2 separate regions of the Macaca mulatta genome follow, and region 1 is linked to region 2. Evidence: chromatin contacts called from public Hi-C data. All regions are on one chromosome and are shown on one strand. Each heading gives the region's core, a stretch centred on a gene start, on an enhancer-like site or on the middle of the called end of the contact. The rest is flanking DNA. Distances are from core to core; before and after follow the strand shown. Region 1 overlaps TTC7A (tetratricopeptide repeat domain 7A). Region 2 holds the start of STPG4 (sperm-tail PG-rich repeat containing 4).

Evidence for each region. Hi-C and Micro-C count contacts between places; a contact is called where the count stands out from the background.
Region 1: a Hi-C map of sperm shows a contact between it and region 2, with 3 times the contacts expected there. The contact joins the enhancer-like site here to the promoter of STPG4 in region 2. A contact is called at or near these places in 6 of 14 Hi-C or Micro-C datasets (cortical neurons, fetal cortex germinal zone, fetal cortical plate and 3 more).

The regions. Positions count from the first base shown.
Region 1 is chr13:77,832,562-77,838,692 of T2T-MMU8v2.0, forward strand. The region is part of intron 9 of TTC7A (tetratricopeptide repeat domain 7A); the gene reads right to left. Among named protein-coding and RNA genes, the nearest start is that of TTC7A, 82 kb to the right of the region's middle. Within about 2 kb of position 4,515, at least 6 of the 40 cell types and tissues checked have an H3K27ac peak or open chromatin away from gene starts, as enhancers often do.
Region 2 is chr13:77,688,013-77,694,169 of T2T-MMU8v2.0, forward strand. It overlaps STPG4 (sperm-tail PG-rich repeat containing 4), which reads left to right and starts at 1,901. Exons shown (of 5, transcript NM_001190958.2): 1 at 1,901-1,981; 2 at 4,142-4,201; 3 at 5,783-6,040. The coding sequence starts at 1,901.

The DNA.
Region 1 (6,131 bases), core at 3,265-5,764, 150 kb after region 2:
TGTCTCTTTAATCTCCTTGCATCTGCAAGAGGCCCTCCACCTTTTTCTCATGACACTGGCATTTTTGAGGAGCACAGGCCAGTCATTTTATGGAACAGTCCCTGGTGTGTTTGCAATTCTCACAATTACAGCAAGAGTTTCGGCTAAGATGTGAAAGTGCCTGGATCGGGTAGGTGGCTCTGCTGCTTGACGCTTGGTGGGGAGGTTGGGCTGTGGCCCCCAGTGCCCTCTTCTCTTCCTCTTCAGTCTTTCAAGTAGCTTTGACAAGGACATTTCCAGAGCCCCCCTTCCCTTCCCCTCTGTGTCCAGCCTGGACCCTCTCCAGGCTCCTTCCAACCATGGAAACTCTCCTCCGTCCCTCCCCAGGGAGAGCTTCCCCACACTCAAGAACTGTGCTCTTGGCATCCAGCGCCGAGGATTTCAGTAGCTCACAGAGTTGCCAGATGGCTGCTGGGGGTGGGGGTAGGAGAGGGAAATGTGCTGTATGAGTGGGAAATTCTGCCTAATTCCAAGAGGGGAGCTCCTCATCACCAAGCCAGAAGCCCCCCATCAAGGATGTGGGATTCTTTTGTTCTTTGGTCTGTGCAGGTGGTCCCACCCCTCTACCCACCTCTGTACCCTGGGGACAACACGCAGGCTGGCGGCAAAAGAGACAGGGTGGAAGGGGAGAGGCTCCCCCACTGCAGGGGTCATGGGCGCCTCCGAGCAGCCACAGGGCAGGGATTTAGGCAGAGGACACTCTGGGGCCAGAAACAGTCACATCCCCATCCCCACTCCAAGGGCTGTGCGGGAGCTGGGCAGAGCTGTGCTCTGGGCAGATGCTGCTGCTGGCTGCCCCCAGCATTCTCCCTTCTCCTGCCCATTCCCCTCTGCCAAATGGGGCTCTCTCCTGCATCTCCCTCCCTCTGTCTGAGTCTCCTTCTGTGCAATGGGACTTGCCCTCCTCTGCTTCCATACACAGGACCTCAAGACCAAGAACTCAGCCTTCCTAACAGAATAAAAAGGAGCTGCCAGCCCTAAAAACCCAGATCTCCCTCATCAGAGCCACCCCATCCCTCCTGTGCAGCAAGTGGGCCTCATAGCTTCCCTTGAGCAGGACTGCTCTCCCCTCCTCCAGGTGAGGGGCTGGAGGCAGCAGCCCAAGCCCCTGAGGCCTCCAGACCACAGGCTCTGGGTGTGTCCCGCAGTGCAGGGCTGGAGTGTGTCCTCCTAGAGGCCTCCGGAAGCCAAAACACCTCCAAGACCCAAGGAGGTGACTCACTCTGGGGGACAGCTTGGTCACTGAGAGACTGGTGGTCAGGGGTTCTGATGGCTGCCCCGTTGCCACAGTTGGTGAGTGCTGCCCATGCCCCCATGGACTCAGATGGCCCAGGAGAGGGTGCCGGGATGCCCGGAAATCCCGGCAAGGCTGAGTTCTGGAGTCAGCCTGCGGAACGGGAGCCACTCAGGAGCTCCAAAGGGTTGAAGGAGAGGAGTGGAGAAAGAAGGTGCCAAGAAATCCCCCTCCTTCCCAGTGAAGTCCGCCCACACAGCCACCAACAGGAAGAGAGAAGAAATTCTAGGGAGAGGGTTGGCAGGAGCTAGTCCCCTGAGCCAACTAGGAATACAGCCCTTGTTCTATCCCTGGCAATGTACCGCCCCACTTTGCCACCTCCAGTAGCTCCCCAGCTCTGGCCATCCCGGGTGGGGACCCACAGGGGCAGCCTCCACCAGGCAGGAGTGGCTCGGGAGTGAGAGGATGGGGCACAGAGGCTCTGTCTGTGGGGAGAACAGGAAGGAGCAGCAGTACAGAATGCACATCCCCGAGTGGAAGCTGACCTGGAATTCTGGTGGGAGTGAGAGGTTCTGATGGGAGGGAGTGGGGACAGGCAGTCTGCAGGGGTGGGAAGCAGCTTGGCTGGACACATGCAGGGTCTGGGGACCCGCCTGCCTGCCCGTGCAGACCCGTCTTGTTCAGGAGATAGTGGGCTGCGAGCCATCACTATGGCCATCGGGATAAAGTCTAAACTCCTTTCTGGGGCTGCCTAACTGGCCAGCTTCTCTCCAGTGACATGGAACCCCTTGCTGGTCCCTATAGTCACCATGGCCCATCTTCGGTCATGCTGCAGTTCCCTCTGTCAACCTGGACACCTTCTAGCTCCTCAAAACTCCATTCAGGACCACCTTCTTACAGCACCATCCCTGACTCATCTCACCAGGAGAGGTCAGGCCTCTCCTGTCCTTCCCCCACCCGGCCCATACCGCAGCCCATATGCCCCCATCTGGTTCACCAGTTCTTGCTCACGGCTAGACTCCTGGCCCCAGGCACAGCCGCACACACAGAACTTGACTCAACCTGCCTTCGCAGGGTGTGACACTCAGGAGAGAAAGATTCTGGGCCTGGAGTGGAAACCTCCCCCTGTCCACCCTAGACCTTGACCTTTAAGAGAACAGTGTCTGAATTTGTGTCTGGCAGAGGGAGGGGTGAATTTTCAGAACTGGGCGTTAATTAGGTCAGAAGAATAGGAACAGAAGAGAGGATCAGTCTAGCAGCAGCGGCAGCAGCAGCAGCACAAATCCTCAGGCTGGTGATAGGCCCTCAATAGGCAGACAGCCAGGAAGGCTCCTTGGGGGTCCTACGGACTTGTACGAACTGGGGCCTGTGCAAGAGAGGGCTGTGATTCCCCAGCCAGAAGTGGAAGTGGGCTGAGTGGTTACTATGGTTTTGGGGCAGGGCCAAAGTGAAATAGTCCTGGTGGTTGCTGGGCAGTGCCTGTGTGTGTAACCATGGCAACAGGGCGGGGTAGGGGGAAATGGGACAGAGAAAAGGCAGGCGTGGGGGCTGGTGGGTAAGCCACAGCAGAATAAAATTCATGTGCAGCTCAGGGGCCAGGGCCTCAGACACTATGGGAGCATCAGTGCCCTCCCAGCACCCCCAGCTGTCCTGCTCCCTCCTCCCTGGCTCATTGCCCTGAGGCCACATGGTGTACCGCCATGGTCTGGCAGTAGCTCTGACCTAGTCCCAGCTACATTCTTTCCCTTCCACCATTGAGGTGGCCTCAGACCTGCTTTCATTAGAACATCCTCTAGATCAAATGCAGTAACAGATGTGAATGCACTTGTGACCTTTAAAGTAATACATGAACACTAAATCTTCTCACCGTCTCTTTCTCAGTTCTTAGAATATGGCAGAATATTCTCCTCTGGTTTCTCCCTGCCTAGTGTGCACTGCCATAATCCCCACACCCACCCCAAGGCTGCCCAGTGCTGGGGATGCACTGCTCTGTTTAATCCATGCATTTAATCCCAGGATTTAAATCTAGCGCTTGTGTAGTTGTCCTGCTCCTAGCCTTTGTCCTGGCTGTTCTCCTAGGGTAGCCCCTCCTAGACTAAAGAATATTCACTGCAAGCCCTCTGGCAGGTCAGAAGAGGAGAAGCCAAAGAAACCACGCTAGTCCCCATACACCCATCACCCAACAGCTCAGCACTGAGAGCATAACACATTTCTGGTCTTTGACCAAGTATCCATGAAGCAAATACGGGACCTTAGGGAAAGGCCTCAGGCAGGCTGGCCCATGAGAAACCTAAGGCAGGGACTACTCTTGGTCAAATAGCTAGCCCTATGTGTGTGACACGCATTACTTTTTTTTTTTTTTTGAGGCAGTCTTACTTTTGTTGCCTAGGCTGGAGTGCAGTGGCTCGGTCTCGGCTCACTGCAACCTCCGCCTCCCGGGTTCAAGCGATTTTCCTGCCTCAGCCTCCCGAGTAGTTGGGATTACAGGCACCCGCCACCATGCCTGGCTAATTTTTTTCTATTTCTAGTAGAGACAGGGCTTCACTATGTTAGCCAGGTTGGTCTTGAACTCCTGACCTCAAGTGATCCGCCCACCTCGGCCTCCCAAAGTGCTGGGATTACAGGCTTGAGCCACCGCTCCTGGCCCACATTACTCTTTTAGAAGCTGAATTGTCACATCCACCATCTCATCTGGCCTCACAGTAACCCCATGGTGGGGCAGGGATGAAATCACTGACTGCCCCCCACCCTCTGCAGATAAGGACACTGAGCCCCAGAAGGTGAACTACCTTGCGCAAGGTCCCACGGAGCTGAGGCTGAACCACCCCCCGTTCCCTCAGTCGGCCAGTTTGGGACCGCTGCGGCTTGCCTGAGCTCTAGACGCCTGGGGCTCCTCTGCCAGCTTTTTCCAACCTAGTAAGATACAAGACCAGTCCCGATCCTTTGGTGGCTGTAGCACCACAGGCAGCACTAACCTCTCCTTCTGCCCAGCCCTGTTTCTCCTCTCTAACTCTGGTCATAAACAGGGCTCCAGTCTAAGAGAAGGAAAGGGAACTACCATGTGGAGCACGCTCTGTACCTCTGTACGGCATCTCAAAACGCTCACAACAATCTTCTGTGTACTCTCAGCCTATTCTACAGGTGGGAAGACTTTACAGATAGGAGACCAGGTAAGCTTTCCAATGCACACGAGACAGGGGGTTGGGACCTAAATTACAGCCTAGACATTCTGACTTCACTTCTGGCTCCTTCCCTGCCTCCAGGTACCTCCGAGGAAGTGTCCAATAGCCTCATCCATGCCGTGAGAGACCCTGGGCTAGCTCTGCTTATAAAAGAACTGAAGCAAAACACAAGGTCAGGCTTCCCCCATCAGGCCCTGGGTGCTGCTTCTCTGCAAAGAACATGCTCCTTGGGCAACAAGTCCAAGCAAGGCCCTGATCAACCCCATTCTCAAAAACAGGCTCTCCATTGGCCAAGGGACAAGGCTCAGGGCCTGCTGCTGCCACCCCCACCCTCTGCAAAATTACCCCGGAAACAAGTCTCCTGGCAGCATCTGTACCCAGCACCCGCCCTTTCCCTGGAGGACACTGTCATGCTCCCCCTGTGCTGTCGTCCCCATCAGCAGACATAATTACCACTGGCTCTTGAGCTGCCAGTCCACAGAGCCAAGAAATAACATGCTCTGTGACATGTCCCATCCACCCAGCGACCCAGGCCAGGCCCATGCCAGCCTCCAAGCTCCTGCTGCATCAGGCTCCTGCAGCAGAAAAAACAGCTCTTTCCGCCAGTTAGAGAGAGGCTCTCCCACCTCCACTGAACCAAGGGCTCTAAGCTGGCAGTGTTATCAAACCCTTCACCGCTTCAGCCTTTAGCAGAGCAGGGCCTTGTGTTGGAGCAAACCAGATCCCAAAAGCTGAAACAATCTGTGCTCATCTGCTGAATCCCTGATGGAATCAAGCCCAGGAAGCACTTTTTGTTTTGTTTTGTTTTGTTTTTTTAACTGAATGGCATCCTTAATCCAATTTATCTCCCAATCAGACCTGAACATAAATGTTTTCAAAAATGACTAAGTCAGGATCAAGTATTTATCAGGACAAAATGAGCACATATTGAAGAACCAAAATGTACCAGGCACCTTCACGTTCATTTTCTTATTTAATCCACCAAAGTCATACAAGAGAGACCTTATTAGCTCCATTTTACAGATGAGAAAACCGAGGCTCAGGGTGGTAAGAAGCTCACCCAGGCCACATAGATTGTGAATGGTAAATTCAAGATTCAAATAGCCAGATGCCCAGCATTGGGCATGGCACAAAGTCTGTTAATCTGCAGAGTCCCAGGACTCAGAGACTTACCTATCCACCCCACTCCCTCAACACCAGGGCTCTGTACCCTTTCCATTTCTAAGAGCAGCAACTTGTTCGCTAGCGAAAAGAAACAGGGATCCAAGGGTTCAGTTTACTTTAGCACATATTTTTATGTCCCAGATCAGTATTTTAGAAATAATAAAGATTCCTGTATCTCCTAGTTCCCCAACTGTTTCAGAAAATCAGGCTGGTTTGATACACAGTTCTTTCAAAAACAAGAATTTACATTTGAGGTTCAGCAGACTGGGATCATTCCTTCTGATTTGGGGACCAGGATTTCCTCCACATCCCTGGGAACAAACTGCAGTAGACGGGAGTCCATTTGGGACAGGAACTATGATTGAACAATTAATCATTGTCTTTACAATGCTGAGCATGGTCCTGCATGCTGTAGCTGCTCGAACAAGATTAGATGGATGGATGGTAGGTGGATGGATAGATGAGTAAATGAATGGATGGATAGACAGATGAATGGTAGGTGGATGCAGGGT
Region 2 (6,157 bases), core at 651-3,150:
ATATTTTAGTCCTTGTGTTCAAAGGGGTCAATTAAAAAACAACCCCGTGTTTTGGGTGTTTAAAATTAGAGGAGAAACGATTTGTCATGAAAGGAATCTTCCAACAATGATAGTCACGGGGTCCTTTGGGACTTGGTGGATTAGGCTTAGAGGTCTACTCAGAGGAGTTGACTCTTGAGATTTTTCAGGTGGTCAAAGAAAGGAATAGCATTTCATGCAGAAGAGCTAGCATATGTGGAGACAAATAGAAATGTGAAGATGGCATGTTTGGGGTTTTTGCAAGCATGATACAGCAGAGCATGCCATCCTAATAAGGGAGAGAAGTGGCCGGGCGTGGTGGCTGATGCCTGTAATCTCAATAATTTGGGGGGCCGAGGTGGGTGGATCGCGAGGTCAGGAGTTCAAGACCAGCCTGACCAATATGGTGAAACCCTGTCTCTACTAAAAATACAAAAATTTGCTGGGTGTGGTGGCGGGCGCCTGTAGTCCCAGCTACTCTGGAAGCCGAGGTTGCAGTGAGCTGAGATTGTGCCACTGCACTCCAGCCTGGGCAACACAGTGAGACTTCGTTTCAAAAAAAAAAGAAAAGAGAAAAGTGAGAGATTGGATTGTAAATGTTGCTTTTGTCCTAAAGGTAATGACAACTCACATTTACTGACTGCATTTGCCAGACATGGCTGTAAACATTTCAAGTTAATCTTCTTTATAACCTATGTGGATAGGTACCAATTTTATTAACCCCTTCTCTATAGACAAGGAAACAAGCACAGAATAAGTCAGCATATGCAACCAGCGTCCAAGTCCTGGTAGTCAAGGGAGGAGAGTGATTCAAGAATGAGGGAATAATCAGTGCAGCAATGAAAATTGAAGGCCAAGTTTCATAAGAGCTGAAAATCCCCATTGGATTTGGCACTTGGATCACTGGTGAGTTGAAGTGCAATTTTAATTAAAAGTTGTGTGCAGGCTAGATTAAGATGTTTTTAGGAAAGTATGGGAAGTGAGAAAAGAGTCCATATTAGTCTTGAAAGTTTGTAAAGGGAAGCAGAAACTTCGTGGTATAGGGCAGTAGAGCTCTAGAGTCAGGTTTGGATTTTAATTCTGGTTCTGCCATTTGTGTGTGATGCTGAGTGAACTGTGCTAAACGTCCAAGGAAACCTGTGTTTCCTCATCCAGAAAATGGGACTAATACCTACTTTGTAGGGTTGGTGTGAAGATTAAATAACGTGTGTGAAGTCCCGGGAATACAGTAGGTACTGTATAAAATGAAATTAAGGTTGTGGAGGGTGTGTTTTTAAAGGTGAGAATGTTCCTAGGTTAAAAAGAAGGTACAGATTAGAGAGGCTGACAATAAAAAGGGTCTATACTGAGAAGAATGGGGTGGTCTGTGGTTTCACAGCTATTGAAACCCGCTGTGTCTTGTGCTCACTCCACTCTGCAAGTCAGAGACAAGAGAAGTCAGCCCCAGAGTTTCTATTTGGAGGAGCTTAGAAACAACCTTAGAAAGTGGATGCTAAGGCAGATTTCTGTAAGTATGCCTACCAAGCACACTGCCTCCCTGTCGGGTGTGTGATTGGGGGTGGACTGGAACGGAACTGATGAAGATTGTGGGTACGCTCAAGCCCTTAACAAGCCTCCCTTTTCGCAGATCCTTACCCGAGGGCTCTCTGGCAACTCCAGAGCCCTCTAGATTTTCTTCTCACATGCGTTCTTAACCGTCTCTTTTCTAGGGTTTTCCTCTGCGCAGGTCTTCGCGCGGGACCTCAAAGTACGTGCCCGCTTCCCTTCCCCCAGCACTAAAGATAAATCTGGCGGTCCCAGCGCGCGCGCGCGGAGCCCGCGGGCCACACCCGCCTCCTAGCAACCGGACGCCAGGCTCAGCCTAAGGAGAGAGGAGGCCACCATGGACCAGCCAGCCGTCGCCACCGCCTCCACCACACTAAGGGAGGACCTGGTGCGTGGAGAATCATTCATCACAGCCTCGGTAAGATCGTCTGCCCCTTGCCGGCCTGGCTCCTGCTCCCCTCACCAGGCTCGCTGCCCTTTTCCCACCGCTCTCTAATCCCAGGCCTTCGTGCCCTTCTGGTTCCCTCTTCCTACCCTTCTCTCCTTGCCCTCACGTACGTCTCCGCCTGCGGACCTTCCTTCCTGGTCTTTATTGGACATTTCCTTTGTTTTCTTTCTTTTCGCCTTGCTTCTTCCTTTTTTCTTCTTCGCCCTTTGTTTTCTGTATTTTTCCCTTCTTCCCACTACTAATTAAACTGGACAACTGGTTTAGTATGGTGATTGGATTTCTTTCCCTCTCCGCTCCATCTGCTGGAAGACTGGGTTTTTCCTTCTGTGGTCTTACTAGACACGTTTTGCTCCGCCTCCTACTTTAGTATGTATAAAAATATTTGAAGCTACCTTTGCTACATTTTTCTTTTGGAGTCTCGATCTGTCACCCAGGCAGGAGTGCAGCGGTGTGATCTCGGCTGACTGCAACCTCCACCTCCCGGGTTCAAGGGATTCTCCTGCCTCAGCCTCCCGCGTAGCTGGGCTTACAGGCGTGCACCGCCATGCCCGGCCTTTGTTACGTTTTTAAATAAATGTGGGTGAGGGTTGTTTAACCTAATCTTTTATCTTTCCCCTTAGAGTGAATTTAAAATGGTAGATAAGTGGAATTTAGATCACCTGTCTTGGGCAAAACAAAACAGCAGCTGCCAATTGTCTTCCATTAGATTGATCAAGTTTTTTTCCCTCTCCTTCCCATCTCATTTTCCTTATTCTGGGGTAGGGGTGGGAGACCTGTCTTGACCTGCCTGAGAAAGTTTAATTTCTGTGACTATAAAAGTGCCACAGAGAAGATTCAACATAAATCTCACGAAGAAGTATCAAGGAAGAAGCTCAGCTTTAGCAGTGTGCATGAGACAATGTTTTTTAGAGAAATTCACATATATCATAATAAAATAAAACCCAGTGGTACTCATAAGTACAGTAGATTTAAGTTACTAGACAGGAAGAATGAATTATATCAGTTTTACTGATTAGATTATTACTTTTAATGCAGTCTTGCTTGACGACCTATATTTTATAGTAATAAAGGCATTATAAATGAAAGGGGAACTCAACATAATGATTTTACCTAGGACAAACAGCACAAAAGGAATATACTAAACGGTTGTGTTCTGTGGACAGTGGGCTGAAATAAATATGAAATAATAATGGATGAATGGGTATAGAGTACTAAATATGAAGACAACAGCTTCCTTGGAAACTGAGGAATACCAAAATAATCTGCTTCTTAACTTGGCAGATGAGATGTTAAAAATTAAAGCTACATTTATTGAGCACTGATTGTAGATGCAAGTCTTTATATGTACAATGCCTTACTCTTTTTTTTTTCCCCTGAGGTGGCTTCTCGCTTTGTCGCCCAGGCTGGAGTTGCAGTGACATGATCTCAGCCCACTGCAACCTCCGCCTCCCAAGTTCAAGTGATTCTCGTGCCTCAGCCTCCTGAGTAGGGATTACAGCCTTCTGAGTAGGGATTACAGGCATGTGCCAGCACGCCCAGCTAATTTTTTTGTATTTTTAGTACAGACAGGGTTTTACCATGTTGGCCAGGCTGGTCTTAAACTCCTGGCCTCAAGTGATCCACCCAAGTTGGCCTCCCAAAGTGCTGGGATTACAGGTGTGAACCACCACGTCTGGCATACAATGCTTTATTCTCATGGCAACTCTGGTAGTGCCTTATTTTTATACTACTGTGAGGAAGCATGAGAGTTGAGTAACTTACCCAGTGCACCTAGCGGTAAGTGGCAGAGCTGAGTTCCAACCTAAGTCTGTCTGGCTTCAAGCCCAACTCTTTTCTTCCTAAGAACACCACATTTCATCACATTTAATATATGTACAACATCTCTGTGAGATGCGAATGTTTATTACTCTAATTTTATCAAAGAGAATTTAGTTATTTGAAAGGACTTAAGATCATAAAATAACAATTTAAGGAAAATGGGCAAATTTATTATTATGTAGCTTTTATTTTAATGAAGCCTTGTCAGTTGGGTATGGGTGTGAATTTCTTCAAACAAATGTTTTATAACTTATATTTAATTTCAAGGGATCACCTCTCAAATGAATAAGCATACTTTGTGTTTGTTAATAGAAACCAGCCCGAAAGACTTCCTCTTTTGAAAGAGAAGGATGGTGGAGAATAGCATTAACAGTATGTACATTGTTCAGTCTTTCCTATTCACATTATTCCTATTCCATTAATATTTTAATCCGTTATACCTTTTAAGACTAACACTTAATTGAAGAAAACAGTAATTGTTCAGATCTGCATGGACCTCATTTCATACTTAAAATTTTAGTGTCAGCATATGAATGAGAAACTAACTTAATTTTGAATGCAATAGAAGCTTGGAAAAGTTAAACAATTCTAGAAATCTAGGTGCTTTACAGAACATCTAGATAAGGCTAACCTATGATCTTATGATCTGGGTGAGATTGCAAAACAAAAAAAGCATGCATTCTGGAAAGGTGTTTTGGTTTCAGTTTTTATTTTATATGGTATAGACCTTATGCAAATGGTCCTTAATATGGTCAATATGATGTGAAAGCAAAATGGTAATATATGGAAGAAAAATGACCAGAAGATCCCCCTCTCCAGAGAATTTCTATATTACAGATATATTTTCTGTCAATGCCCTTCAATAATAGAGGAACTTCATGGGTCAAAGTCTTCTTGGAATTGCAGTAATTTTAATGGCAGAACTGAGCTGAGTGCTTAGTGGAAAGATGGCCACAAAAGCAGCGGTGACTAAACGTTCAGTTCTGGCCATTCAGCCACACTGGTTGTAATTTGAAAGTACCAAACCTCTTATTGGACTAACTAGGCCATATGCTCTGCCAGTTTATCCTGGTCTCATGTCATTATCCTTTAGCTTCCCACTTGAGGGCTAGAGAGAAACACAGTATTGGCTAAACAGATGTAGGATAGTTTCTAGTTAGCCAAGAAACTATCCTGAGTGGTCTCACTAGAGGTCTGAGATTCATAGTCAAGGTTGAATCCCAAAGTTGAATCACCAAAGTTGCCTTCTAAAAAGTTAAATTTCGGCCGGCCACGGTGGCTCATGCCTGTAATCCCAGCACTTTGGGAGGCCAATGCGGGTAGATCACGAGGTCAGGAGATCTAGACCATCCTAGCTAACATGGTGAAACCCTGTCTCTACTAAAAATATATATTTAAAAAAAAGTTAAATTTTTTTTTTTTTTTTTTTTTTTTGAGACGGAGTCTCGCTCTGTCGCCGGGGCTGGAGCGCAGTGGCCGGATCTCAGCTCACTGCAAGCTCCGCCTCCCGGGTTTACGCCATTCTCCTGCCTCAGCCTCCTGTGTAGCTGGGACTACAGGCGCCCGCCACCTCGCCCGGCTAGTTTTTTGTATTTTTTTAGTAGAGACGGGGTTTCACCATGTTAGCCAGGATGGTCTCGATCTCCTGACCTCGTGATCCGCCCGTCTCGGCCTCCCAAAGTGCTGGGATTACAGGCTTGAGCCACCGCGCCCGGCCAAAAAAAGTTAAATTTCAACTCTAACCCATTTGCTATAATTCAGCAATTATTTCAGAAAGGAAATAATCATGATTTTGAAATACTCTTCTGTCAAGAGTGTTTACTGTATTTGATACAATTTCATTAAACTTGAAAACAAAGAGAAATGTTACTTGGGGGCTTCCCATCCAAGAATGGTGTTTTAGGAGAAGTTACGTGTTTATACAATCTTAAAACTGATGTCAATTTTCCACAGAATACTCCTATACCTGGCACTTACCACTTGAAAACTTTTATTGAAGAATCCCTGTTAAATCCAGTGATAGCAACCTACAATTTTAAAAACGAAGGAAGGAAAAAACCACCTCTTGTGCAAAGGAACAATCCAGTCCTAAATGATCTTCCGCAGTATATGCCTCCTGGCTTCCTGGACCTGTTAAAGAAGCAAGCGGCTACTTACTCATTCAAAGACAAACCACGGCCAAGCCCCAGCACACTAGTTGACAAAGATCAGGTAAAGCACTACTAGCAGATTGCTTTGTGTGGGAAAGCTACTCAGAGCCCCTGAGGAAAGTATTTTTATACATAGAGTATATCTTCCCCCAGGAGAAATGGAAAACTTTTAAGATGT